Linked DNA regions of Capsicum annuum: region 1 is linked to region 2. Evidence: chromatin contacts called from public Hi-C data. All regions are on one chromosome and are shown on one strand. The core of a region is the stretch at or near the end of the contact, and the rest is flanking DNA. Distances in the headings are between cores, read along the strand shown.

Region 1 (7,281 bases), core at 295-2,794, 110 kb before region 2:
GAAGTATAACTTTATTTAATTCACGAACCAAATTAGATCCTAGGTAAGAATTCAAATTATTTTGAAGAAAAGATATTAGGCACCCTTCAAAATTCACAAATGTAATTTCTGACCAGACTTAGATTTTTACAAGACGAAAGAAAAAAATTAATATTTATAAATACAAATTTAAAATATACATTAAAATAATAAAAATAATTTACATATAAAAAATGTATAAATTACATAAATTATTGTATATAAAAAATATATGAATATGATCAAAAGTATATAAGAATGTATATGGAAAGAAGAAGAAAAATTGAATAAAGAAAAAAAAATATTTTACAGAAAAAGACTACGCAATATTTTTAAATGTATAAGTATGAATTAGTTGATTAAATATCTAAATTATTTTAATTTTTCTATACATATTAACGGCCTAAATTTGTCTAAATGCGCGGTAAAGATTGTATAAGTTAAAGCATTCCCGCCTAACGCTCCAAAAATAAATTTTTCAATATGATAATATTTGTGTAAATATAAAAATACAATGAAAAATTTAAAATCTTCCTTAAATGCCACTTCCAACAAATGTTTTATTAACCTGTATAAACACTTGTAATAAAAATGTTAATAATAAATAAATAATTACTGAAATAAATTAAAGGTACGTATGCATATATGTATTTAAAAATATATTTTTTTATTAAAAAGCGGACTCGAATTAAATTTTAGATATGTCATGGCTATGAAGTGGTTGCTTAATTTATTAGCCGTCCTAAATCGTCTTACCAAAATATGAATCATAAAAATTTTGCGTTGTTATAAAAATTTCTTCATTACCCAAAATATTTATTTTATTACATATTTATATGTAATGTCCGTCTTTTAATTTGCAAAGGCCTCAAAAATCGATGAAAAATTTCTTCATCGATCAAGTGTCGGCCGCCCTTAATATAAAATAATAACTTTGATAAAAATAAAATTGGATCGCATAATATACAGATGGAGAGAAAAATTTCATTGGCCAAGTACCTATTTTGGTCAATACAGTAATGAGGCTAAATAAAATCGTTGAAGATGATTAACAAAGTTATCAACATGTGGATAAAACAAGAACCGATCTGAATACCAAAGTCAGTATGTAAAAATTATAGCAACAATTATCCAAAACAGTCATGAATGGATCCCAAAGCAGCGTTGTTCATCGACGACAGCCAAGATTTGTTCGGAGAATTCAAAGTCATAAAAAAATGTCAAAAGATCCCAACAATAGTGAAAGAATAAAATGTTAGAGCACCCCAAACAACACAAATTTGTAGAAAAAAAATTTATTTAGTAAGATAAGGATTGGCGTTGCTTCAACGGAGCAATGCTGGATATACGCAAAATCGTCCAGATCTGGCCGCTTGTGGCATAGGCCACCTTTATTCGAACCAAAAGGTAAAAAGGAAAAAGGGATAACACAGAAATGGAGCTTAGCCGTTGCTCGTCGTCCGTCCGGCGACCAAGTCCGGCGGTGGCAGTGCAATGGAGAAAAGGAGGAAAGGGTCGGAACTGTGGTGTCCGCCGGTGAGAGCAGTGAAGGGGTGTCGGCTGGTTGGCTGCTCCACCGGTGGCTGTTGAGGGGGCGGTGGTGGCTGACGGAGATTTGTGGGTTGTTGGGCGATGGAAAAAAAGGAAGAGGAGCGTGGTGGTGTGGTTGGAGATGTGGGAGGCTTTCTGAAATCCAGCGATGGTGGCTGCCGGAGAAGACAGTGAAGAGAAAAAGATGCATTGAATTTTTAGAGTGAGAGAGAGTGAAAAAAAATCTGATTGGTGTATGATATGCATGTGTTTGTGTGTGTTGTGCGTGGAAAAGTTTTATTTTGAGGGAAAAGACATCATTTTCACTCTAAATTATATTTGAAAAGTTGAAGTCACATCTAAACTCTACTAGTGAATTATTACACACTTAAATTATAAAAAAATAAAATTATTTACACCCTATCAGGTTACCACCGCTTGTATGTGGTGTAGTATTTTACACGCGCTGTCATGTCAGTACCATGTTATTAAAAAGTATTATTTTTTATAGTTAAGGTGTGTAATAGGTCATTTATATAATTTAGGTGTGGATTCGACTTTTTGACTATAGTTTGAAATGAAAATGATGCATTTTCCCTTAATGTTTTTAGCCGTTTATTTTTGTTATTTAATAGGTTGGACGCACCTAAAATAAGTATAACACACGCGTCTTAGAATAGGGGTCGCGGGGAGGCAATAATATCACTTTTATATAGTTAAAGTGTATAATGTGTCACTTATATAATTTAAGTGCACTTAAATTTTTCTTGTTTAGTATAGGGTGAAAATAATGGTTTTTCCTATTTTGAGTGAGACTTAACAAACAAAACTTGTATGAAATTTCATTATTATCTTGACACATGGATTGTGGTGATAATTTTATTAATTTAAAATTGCAAAGTAAAATAAAGAAGAGAGAGACTAAAATTTTGAGTAAAAAATGGTTAGTGGACTGTGGGGTCTAAAAAAAATAAATTAAAATATTAAAAGTCATTAATAATGGAGAACATACCGTGTATGAAAAATTGTGTTTGTGATTTTCAAAAAAATTGAATTTTTTTATTTCTCCAATTCATCTTCATCAGGAAAACAAAAAAGCCTTCTTCTAAACAAAAAAAAAAAAAAAATCTTTCATTTTTTTTATCTAAACACATCTACTATTAAAATTAAAAAATGTTCTTGATTTCGTCAATTCATCTTCATCAAAAAAAAGCTTCCTTCTAAACAAAAAAAAACCCTTTTATATTTTTTATCTCAACATCTCTATTATTAAAATTAGAAAGTGTTCTTGATTTTTTCAATTCATCTTCATCAAAAAACCACAAAACCTTTTTTCTAAACCAAAAACATCACTTTCATTTTTTTTATCCGAACACTTCTACTATTAAAATTAAAAAATGTTCTAGATTTTTTCAATTCATCTTCATCAGAAAATCAGAAAATCTTATTGCATGTTCATTTATTGATATTGAATTTGCAATTTCTTTAAATACTAATATTCAAATATTCATTGACAATTTGGGATGCTGCTAATGTTGAAAAAAAAATTGATATGTGCTGAAGATAAAAAAAAATTGAAGTTTTATTCTCAAATTTTCATTCTTTACTCAAATCTACCTCAGTTACTTCATCTTCATCTGCAATTTTTTATTATTCATATTTTCAGGTATGAATCTTTCTCCATCTTCATGATTAATTTTTTTTCTACAGATCCATATAAATATGAAAAAAACTATATAAAATAAGTAATAAAATTTAGATCTCTACACATCTTTGTTTGCATGTCATTTCTAATGCCAAAATAACAAAATACTTGTCATATAAATATTTATAATGTTCAAAAAAAATAAAATATGTTACAAAATGTGCTGCTCAGATCTGCTATATTCCCTTTTCATTGATATCAACATTTTCTAATGCATTGTTTGAACTTTGACTTTGAAAGTACACTGCAGAAGACAGATTCAAATTTTGTGTTGATAGTTGATTGAAATTTTTTTGTGAATCTCCATGTGCCTGTAGGTTTGAATTGTTAAAAAAAAATCAAGTTTAGTAAATGAATTTTAATAAAAAAAAAAAGAGTCAAAATTTGTAGATATATAAAGTATTAAGACAATGATTAAAATATTTAGTTTGATGAAGGAAAATAACCTGAAAATTTAGTTCAATGAAACTTTGCATTGAAGCTGATTGTGTTTCAAAGCTCGGTGTCATAACAGTAAAAGACTGATGTTCATCTGCTGCTTTATATTTCAATGTCTTTTGTGATGCCTTTTTTTTTTTCTTTGTTCACCTCTTGACTTCATTCTTTCGTATCAACTTTTCTTGTTTTTTTTCTTAATTGGATCCAAATCTTGATCCTTACACCCTGTAACAGGATTAGTTCCACTGAGCTTGTTCTTATCCTTCTCATAATTTTCAGCATACAATTCACTTTGATGCTTAATAATCTCAATCTTTGCCTGATACAAATATTTTCGGGCAATTTCCTCGCAGTCTAAGTCATTGTCCGCTAAAGTCATAACAGTAAGAGACACCTTCATTAATCCATTTAAGCAAATTGCCATTGAGGATTTCATTGTCTCCTTTATTTGGTGTACTCTTCAAATCCACTGCCATGCTTGGCATTCTTAGTTCACCTTTTCAAAATGTATTTCTCAGATATACAAGAAAAACTTAAGTCAAACAATAAAACTTTTAATGTATGATAACACAGCTAACCCATGATTTCAAATATTTGACAACTATAGAAAATAGAATTATCAAGAGAATTGAACTGGACAGTTTCAATTTGCTCACTTTCACCCTTTAAAACTGTATATACCGTTTTATTCTCATTAGTTTTCAAATTGATTACTTTTTTAGTTGTCCTTTGCAAAAATTCATGTTGAAACTTTGTAAAAATTCATCTTGTATACACACTACTAGCATGCTTCAACATCCCACAGTCTTCTATGAAAAGTTTAGGCTTTCCTCGACATTTGTAATCCTCAATTGCCTCACTGTCACACATTTCAGTTGTTCGTTGCTTATATTGCTTCACAAATTCAGTTATACTCATTGTCTTGCATGTTATTTCTGTGAAAACTCTATTTGTACTTTCACTTCTTTGAGTTGATTTAACGTCCGCTGAAAAAATGAAACGATTAAATGCAGGACACCATTTCTTTCTTAAATCATATAGTTTTTTAGCCAAGTATTATTTTCACAATTCCATTCAGATATCATGTTCTGCCTTGTCACTTCAAATTTTGGTTCTGACTTGCATCTCCATAAGAGAGTATCAAAGTAGTTTTGAAATCCTTGTTTTCAGTAAAGATGGGGTATATTTTTCTGAGCATTTCTTTCAATGTGTCATTCACATAACCGATGACATATTTTAGAAAAAACCTCTCTATAGCAGCTACTATAGCAGGAACTTGATCGGTAAAAATTATTGTTGGTGTTTTTCCTCCCATTCCCTTTAGGAATGTTTGAAATAGCCAAATAAAAGAGCCAATTGTTTCATCACACAAGAATGCACATTCAAAGAAAATATTTTTTCAATGATTATTTACACCAACAAATGGAGCACAAATCATGTTATATTTATTTGTGCTATATGTGGTGTCAAAAATCACCACATCCCCAAAACACTCATAGTGCAATCTAGATATGCTATCTCTCCAAAAAAAAAAGTTGCACAATCTGCCATCTTCATCATCTTGAAAAGAATAAAAGAAATTTGAGTCCTCCGATTGCAAATACATAAAATAATTTATCAAAGTTTGAGCATCTCCACCACTAATTATATTTCTCTTATGTGCTTGTATGAAGTTATGAGCATCTTGCGCAATAAATTCTGTATTTTCAATTTTACCTGCTTCATTTTGAAGATATCGAACAGCTTTTTTAGTGCGAATGCCAACCTCGATCATAGAACCAAGAATATTTTTGGTAGCACTTGTATGCTTTCGACCAGATTGTATGAAATGCCTTAAATTGTCTTTTATCATTGGATGACTATGCACATCATTAAATTCACATACTTCCCACATGTCATTTGATATTTGAAATTTGATATGAGCCAAGCATCCACATCTATATTCTAATCTTTGTCGCTTTCTTTCTTGAAAAGGAGAAGGTTTATCAGATTGTCCTTCACAAGAACAAAAAAATAAGCATCTCGTTATCTCGTTATTTCTATTTTTAGTCTTTGGACCTTTTCGAACACCAAAATCTTTTGCCACGGCATATCAATTATATGCATTGTATGATTCCTCTTCCGAATAAAATTTCATACCAATTTCAAATACAAAATGTTTATCGATGGTATAAGAATTATGAGCTCCTGAAAAATGATTATAATTATTTTCATTGTGATTTAAGATAACAATGTTTAAATTAGAAGCATGAAACACAAAAAATAATAAACTATAAGAATATTTTATAGAAGTGAGATATTATCTTCTTGATTAGCAGAACCTTTTTCAACATTAACATTCTCCATTTCTGATTTGAAACACAATCTGTACAAACAAAATAAAAATATTAAAATCAGTCAAAAGTTATTTTAGTGTAGAAATATTTATATTTTTTTTCTTGTAATACTATAATGCTTATATTATAATTTGTCAAACCTTGATTTTATTTTTGTTTTCTAATAAAAATATTTTTATGTTTGACAGAATTTTTCAACGAGTCACGAAGATCACACATGGCAGCAACAATTGATATACGAAGTGCTTTGTATAAAGGACATTTTATTTACAAGTCATATATAAACTATTATCTTGATGATATTCTCATTCAAAATAAAGTTCACTAAGTAAGTAGATTCAAATAAATAACGAGTAAAAATAAATTGTATATAGTACATATTTGATATTTACTATATTTAGAGTACATAGTTTGTTGTTCTAAAAATAAAAGAATAATAAAAAAAAGGTAATGAATTTATTATCTATACAGAAGTTCTCATGGATAAGAATATAACTAATGTCTCTTTGAGAAAGAAAGTGCTCAATAATTTTGTAACAAATTTGATCTGTTTGAGAAAGAAAATCATCAACAATATTGTAATAGATCTTGGTGTTCCTTCAAGAAAGAAAGTGATCAATAATATTATATATGATCAATAGAGTAATCTTTTAAGGAGAAAAAATCATTGTTGGTTCCCTCCATTTTTTTTTACTGTACAGTTATTTTTCTTGTTCACTTGTGAGATGGGTCTCACAATCCACGTGTCAAGATGTTAGTAGAGCCTCATACAACTATTGTTGGTTGAGTCTCACTCAAAATAAAATTTTTCTTGTGTGTGTAGTGTGTATGGAGTATTTGAAAAAGGAAAAAATAATAAAATAATATTTATCACATCTACTTTTTCCAACATATCCCTTAAATTAGAGATAGTGGGTGAAATAGAATAAAAAAATTTAAAAAGTAAGGAAATCTTGATTTGACTAATTTATTATTCTGTGTATTAAAATAATTAAATCAATTCACTTTTGCACGTCGTATTAAATAACATATTAAATAATGAATGTCGATGTATAAATATCAAAAGAATATAAATAATAAATAAAAATATAATTATCTTGAAAAAATATATTATGCTATAAATAATTAAAATTATACTATGCGGTAAAAAATTGCAGTGCTACATTGTATACTTATGTAGAGTACTGTGCAAAAATATTAAAATAATAATAAACTGATAAAAATTTTAAAATTTACGAAATTAAAGATAATTAT
Region 2 (7,636 bases), core at 3,985-6,484:
GTCTTTTTACAATTGTGATCAAATTTGAGCCAAAAAATTATGGTCATTTAGCAATTTCCATCTATTACTACTATAAAAGAACGAAACTCCCAACATGAAAAGTTGATATACACTCCTCGACACAAGTAAAGCTTTTCATATTGGATAAGATTACAATTATCATTAAGTTTAAAAGCCTCATTATTTGACATTTCAATTAGTGCCAAACTCTATTAGTATAATAACACAAGAACGCAGTAAGTCCTAATTTTTCAAGTTGTCAAGTATTTTTAACACATTATTAAGAGCAGTTACTTTTTAATCGACACAAAACTCTATTGTTTTCTTTTATGATCACATTGGGAAAGTGTAAATATTTTTCCCACACCTTTTAATTAATTACTTGCTCTGTCTCAAATTACTCATTTCAAATTGAGATGATTTATTGATTAAGAAAAATTAATAATATACCTAGTTTATCATAATACCCTTATTAAATGATGTTAACAATTTAATTTGAAGAAAAAGTAATTAATGCAAAGGGTAAAACATGGAAAAAAAATTTTTGTCTTATCTTGATTAATGAAAAAAGATAAATATAAATGGGACATCAAATTAGGAAATTTGGGACGGGTAATTTGGGACGAAGGGAGTAATACACAACTTCATTATTTCTTTGTATGGCTACATTAGAAATGTAGCAAATTTCCTATTCAAATTTTCAAGGTATTATTCGATCTCAAACACTATGGATTCCACACTAATTTTCCATGTACTTCAATTTTTGTCTTAAAACGTACAAGAGAGACGATTGGTCTACATACCGTGCTTTTTAGCGCGACTGATGAGCTCATACTTGACGGAATAGACATCAACATAGGTAAAACCAGCCAATGGAAGATCCTTTCTTAGTTCAATCACTGCTTCCTTCAGCTTACTGTTGAAAAATTGAGCCACTTCATTGAAGGGAGAAGCACAACCTACCTTATCAACTTGCCCTGCTGTTATTAGCACACGATCTAAGACATATGGTAGACAACCAACCGGACCAGTGTTATGTATCCAAAAATATCTACCCCCTCTACCATATATGTCCTGCAATTTTCACCAGAACATGCATAGTTACAATTGAGACATTTTTGGGTGCCTATAGATCACAAAAAATAGAAGACGCTCCTACATGTATAAATTTGCCATGAGCAATGGAGACATCAATAATTCACCTAATATCTGCGCGTAACCACTTAAAGAGGAACAAAAAATCCCATTATACACAATAACAAAATACAAGTTGTCTTTCACTGTGTGACATATTGTGGTTTTAAATTTTTTAAGGGGATGACAAAAATGTGTTTCTACTTTATTTTTCATGTGATTCCACATGAATATTTTGTAAGGAGTTGTTGAGGTCTCGATTTTAAGTTTATGTGCTATATAAAGATATACTAAAGTTATTTCATTGTAAAATATATTTCTATAATTTTGGTGCAATAAATTGAAATTGAAACTTCTCAAAGTTGTAACACGCTAATTCTTGCTACAAATCAAGGTTAGATTTAAGGATGTACATACCTGAATAGCGGTCTTGAATTGATCGATTACATCAGGAACATAAGCTCTAACTTGATCAGTGGACATGTTAAGGAAGTAACCAGCAGTTAAATCGTTTTGTCCAATGTCAAATGTGTATAACCCCTGTGAAAAATGTTTCTCCTTAGGCATCAACTTACTAAACACACCCCCTGTATGCATTAATGAGGAAAATCAGATTATAGAACAAAGTAAGGACGTAAGTCCAGAAAGTTGTAAAGGTACTAATATTGTTACCTTTGGTACGAATAAATTGAGACCTGAGAAGGAAATCGTTGAATTCGTAAGTCTGAACGTTTAATGAAATGGGGCTAAAACCACTTTGATGTAAAGTTGTGTTTTGGGGTCTGATTGTTGAACCAGCTGTGGCAAAGTTGGCTCCATGGCTGAAGTTTGAACCCAATGCATCTAAGAATGCACTTAGATATGGTAGTCCTAAGCTTTCAGCTGAAAAAAAACAATCCACATCAATCTAAGCTCATTATATAACTTTTACACTCAGGTCAACTAATTGACACGGAATATATATATATATATAAATTAAATCTGTCTTATATTAATTATCTTTGAATGAACGATTCAATAACGACGAAGCCAAAAACTTACACCCGAGCTAGGACAAGAGGCTCTTGCAACCGCCAAAAGGGAAACCAAAAGAAAAAAGAATCGCTTCAATAATAACCTGATGAAGATTGTTGATGCAAATTTTAGTTAAAAAAGGGATACTAGTATTGATGTGGCTTTACATAAACAGACTTTAAGTATCATTAATTTTCAAGATGTTATCATTAATTAACCAAATAGGTGGTTGTGTATAGTTAGTTTAGGCGAGACAAAACAATATTGTTGTAATGATCAAAACAATTGTTTTAAAAAAAAAAACAGTTTTGGTTTCACTTGAAGTTGGACAAAAATATAATTTCGCCCAAATGAGGAAAAAGAGGACATAATTACTACTTCGTTCATATGTCACATATTTTAAAATTCAAACTTTTAAACTTTGAAGGTGAAGTAGAACATAGAAGCTTTAATTTTTTTTAAAAGTAAAATTTACATATTTAGATATTATGTAGAAATTATTAAAAATCACAACAATTTATATTTTTAATTTATTTAAAATTCACAGAGAAGAATTTTGATAAAAAACTTTATTAACTTTCAAAATTTTAATTATGTTATATAAATTAGGACGAAAGCAATATTATGTGTTAAAAACAATTATTTTCAATTTGAATAACTGAATACGTTTATTTTAAATTCAAAAACAAATTTCACTCAAAAGTCAAAATATTCCTCAAAAAGGGCTTCGGAAATCAAATCCACGCACCCACAAGTAGGGTGGACATAAATATCGAAGAATTGAAAAACTAAATCGAATCGAACTAATTTAATTTTTTCATTTTGAATCTCCGATTCAACAAACAATGTCGCTTAGCCTAGTGGTAGATGGATCACTATTAAGGCCTCTCTTTTATTGTGGACATAGGTTCGAACCCCATTGCATATGCTTTCTTGCCTTGCTATTTTTTTAGAGGTAATGATATGGATTAAATATATTCTACCCTCCTCAAACCTCAATAGGTGGGAATATAATCAAACTTTTGTCAAAAAGATTTTTAATAATATTTTATATACTAATAGGCCCTTACTAATTAATGCTCATATTTAAGCCGACCGAAACCCAAAGTCTTAGTATTTTATATTCTCTCCGTCCTAAATTATTCGTCCTAAATTGAGATGGCATATTGATTTAAAAAAATATCATAATATCCCTATTAAATGATGTTTATATTTTAATTTGAAGAAAAAGTAATTAATACAAAGGATAAAACATGAGAAAAATTTTTTTATCTCTTTTTGATTAATGAAAAAAATAAGTAAAATGAGAAATCAATTTAGAAAATTTAGAACGGATAATTTGGGATAATTTGGGATGGGGGAGTAACTTTTAATATTCAATACTAAAGCAACATCTACAATTCTACTTACAGAACTTAAAAATAAGGACTAAGAACTGATAACTTTGCCCAAATCTAATATTCAAAATTTTAATATTCACTACTAAGCAGCACATACGAAACTTAAAAATAAGAAATGAAAACTAAAAACTAGAACTGGACAGTGGTCTGGGGCAATGATCACTGTGTGAACGTTGCTACTTCTTGCTGCTTAATTAGTTGCTGCTATCTATGTGCAATTGTAGATGATGTAAATATATTTGTCTCATATTTAAATGATTGAAATCTTTTAGTATTTGATTTGGTCTTCATTTTATCATAGGCATTTACACCGAAAATCCCTTTTGAAAATATCGAATTGAAACGAACCAAAATTAAAATCTGTAATCAAAAATTAAAAAATTAAATTAAAATTTAATAAAATCAAATCGAAACATTCAACGCTCACTCCTACCCACAAGAAACAAACTAAAGTAAATCAAAGCCGTTTACTAGTCCAAACATCACATGTCGAGTTCTACTAGTACTTACTGAAGTGACTCTCAACCAATATTCCAAATTAAAAATAAAAAGTAGCAGTAGTTTAATCTAATATATTTAAAGAAGTATGCATACATCATTCAGTTGCACCAGAAGACATGTGAAGCTATTGGCGTCGGTGGATTCTTTTAATTTTCAACTTTGAACTGAACGTGATTAATAGAAACAAAAATTGTCGCAGTTTTCGTTACCCCACCACTACTTTAACCATGACTATGACACCACCATCCTGGTCAAGGATGGTAGACTATAGTGCCGGATAATCTCTCTACTTTTATTTTAGTTATCTCAAAGTTTGAAATTTGGGAATCAAAAATATCTTAATAGAGGGCTTATTCCTTCAAGATATCTTACTTCACAATGAATTTGAATTACTTGAACCGAAAAAAAAAAATCTATGACCAATTAAAAGCAATGCAAATTTCCAAAGATGATTTCACTATGTAAGAAGAGTTTCCTAATAGAATAGTACTCCCTCCGTCCTAATGCGATGCCTTTCAGATTCGGATTTCAAACATTTTGAATTAATTTTAAATACGGATATGATTAATTTAAAAATTTTTGAAATAAAAATTATATGTTTACAAAATATTTTGAAAGATATATGAAAAAATTATGATTAAATATAGAGGTGTTAAATATTCAAATTTGAAAGCGTCATATAAATTAAAACGCCGGACGCACTTGTTAAAGTGAAGTTTGTTTAATAAGTGAATATTGAGAATGTGAGTTATTGTAATAATAATAATTTAATTACCAATAAAATCAATAACAAGGCGACCATCACAGTACCGGCCAGCAGGGGCACCAAAATATGTCTCTCCGGCAGGCGGACCAGCCTGACCAAATGCCGCCGACAATCCACCGGTGTCGGAGTTCGAATCCCCGAAGTTGAAAATCGCCGGAAAATCACACGGTGACCTGCTCTTAGAAGCACTTGAAAATGGAAATACAAGTACCAACACTAGAGGAAAAACTATTTTTGAGTAATTACTAAAATCCATAAGAAAATTTGTATATTGTATTCTATAAGCCAAAGAAGAAGAAAGAAAGAAGCTGAAGTTGTTTAAACGGATATGATGAGATTGTTATTATATATATATATATATATATATGATGAAATTATTATGGGAAGGAGCTCTGTAGGGCTCAAAGTTCACGAAGTTTGAGATTGTTACTGATTTGCGTAGTTATTAATAGTAATAAAGATAGAAAGGACAAAATATAATAAAAAAAATTTCATTTTATAAATTAGACTAATAAAATGAAATAACTAGTTTTAATATTCTCTTATTTATAAGAGGGAGTTAAGCAGCTCAAGCAGACACGAGGTCGATATGTCTGTTGACCTGCTTGTGATGCCTATTTTAGCTGCTTCAGTCGTAATTTTACTGTATAACCTCTGATTAATTATTATAAGTCATTTACGCATTAAAAAATTAACAATATTTAATACAAATATGTATCTGCTTTAGTTGTTTCTGTTGCAATTTTACTGCATCACTCCTAATTAATTATTATAAGTCATTTACGTAATTAAAAATTAATAATATTTAATTAAAATAAGCAAAATAGATATTTCTGACATGTCTGTTTCAACTGCTTCAATCGTAATTTTACTATATCACCCCTAATTAATTATTATAATTCATTTAATTATTAAAAAAATAATAATATTTAATAGAAAAGGTAAAATAGTCATAAAATGATAAATTATCTCTTGATGTTTTAAATTAACTTAAAGTCTTATATGAGGTCCATTTAATTTTTTTCATAAATATTTTTTATAGTAATTTTGTTATATCACTTTTAATTAGTTAATTATAAGTCATTTAACACATATCCATTTCGTTGTTTCCATCGTGATATAGTAAGTTAACTGTAACACCTCAACTTGGGATAAGCAGTCCCACATCGGCAAAAAACAGGAGAAATGTAGGGTATAAGTAAGCAAGTCTTACTCCCTAATGACACCTTTTAAAGCCGTGCGGGCCAGGGCCCAGAGCGGACAATATCACTAGTGGGTTAGGGAGTTATAGGGGTCTCTCAGGCCTTGATGGTTCGGGATGCCCGTCGCAGCAAGGGCCCCGGCTCGGGTCGTGACAGAATGGTATCAGAGCCGCTGCTGTGTCAGCCCTGTCGATGTGAGCCAGAATTCAAACTGAGTGTAGGCAAATTCTGGTAAGGCGGGGTAAACCTCAGTCCTGGGTCAAGGCAAATCCTATTTGATGGGGTAAGCCTCAGCGAGGACGCTGAGTCCATAAAGGAGGGTGTATGTAACACCCCAACTTGGTATAAGGAGTCCCACATCGACAAAACACAAGAGTGATGCTAGGTATACGTAAGCAAATCTTACTCCCAAGTGATGTGTTTTAAAGCCGTGCGGACCTGAGTTCAGAGCGGACAATATCACTAGTAGGTTGGGGAGTTACAGGGGTCTCTCGGGCCTTGATGGTTCGGGATGCCCATAGCGGCCAACGCCTTAGCTTGGATCGTGACATTAACTTGCTGAAGCAGGCACGAGGTCTACATGTCTACTTGTGTTGCCTGTTTGAGCTGTTTCAATTGTGATTTTACTGTATCACTCCTAATTAATTATTATAAGTCATTTATCTATTAGCAAATTAATAAATATTTAATAAAAAATAAAATAGACATTTATGACATGTTTGCTGCAACTATTTCAATCGTAATATTACTAAATCATCCCTAATTAATTATTATAATTCATCTAAGTATTAAAATAATAATAATATTAATAAAAAAAATTATAAAACGATAAATTAACGCTCGATATTTTAAAGTAACTTGACGTCTTTTATGACATGTCTGCTGTAGCTATTTCAATCAAAATTTTACTAAATCACCCCTAATTAATTATGATAAGTCATCTAAGTATTGAAAAATTAATAATATTAATAAAAAAAAGTATAAAATGTAAATTAACGCTCGATGTTTTAAAGTAACTTGACGTCTTTTATGAGACTCATTTAATTTATTTTTTCACGAGTATTTTGTATAGTAATTTCGTTATATGACTTCTAATTAGTTATTATAAGTTGTTTAACACATTTCAGTTTCGCTGCTTCCATCGTGATTTTACTATATCACCCCTAATTAATCATTATGGTCATCAAAGTATTAAAAAATTAATAATATTTCATAAAAAGATAAAATGAACACAACATAATATATCGACATAAAAAATTTGATTGAATATCAAAATTATCTTAGTGCCACATAAATTGAGATGTGACAGAAAAACATAAAGTAGCATATATTATTTGAAAATAAAATAAAAGGTATTGCAAACCACAATAATTAATAACTTAATATATAAAATATAAATACAAAAAAAAATTTAATTAACTGTCGAAATTTATCACATAAAATAGGACGGAGAGAGTGTTCATATCTTATTAAAAAATTATGTAAAGTATTATAAATCACATAATTAACAACTTCAAAAATTTAAAAGATATAAATATTTGTCCGACTCTCATAATTATATCAATCACTTAAATTGGAATAGAAGAAAAAATATTATAAATCACAATAATTAAAAACTT

Evidence for each region. A called contact is a pair of places that touch in the nucleus more often than the background predicts.
Region 1: a contact with region 2 is called in a Hi-C map of leaf, with 2.1 times the contacts expected there. The contact joins the enhancer-like site here to the promoter of LOC107848486 in region 2. A contact is called at or near these places in 3 of 5 Hi-C or Micro-C datasets (bud, leaf and placenta).

Annotation. Positions count from the first base shown.
Region 1 is chr11:99,855,249-99,862,529 of UCD10Xv1.1, reverse strand. No RefSeq gene overlaps it. Among protein-coding and RNA genes, the nearest start is that of LOC107848486, 110 kb to the right of the region's middle. Within about 2 kb of position 1,544, at least 4 of the 5 cell types and tissues checked have an H3K27ac peak or open chromatin away from gene starts, as enhancers often do. A contact at or near this core is called in bud and leaf, where this site is marked.
Region 2 is chr11:99,748,645-99,756,280 of UCD10Xv1.1, reverse strand. It overlaps LOC107848486 (GDSL esterase/lipase At3g26430), which reads right to left and starts at 5,234. Exons shown (of 5, transcript XM_016693261.2): 1 at 4,825-5,234; 2 at 1,807-2,016; 3 at 1,552-1,721; 4 at 804-1,074. The coding sequence starts at 5,071.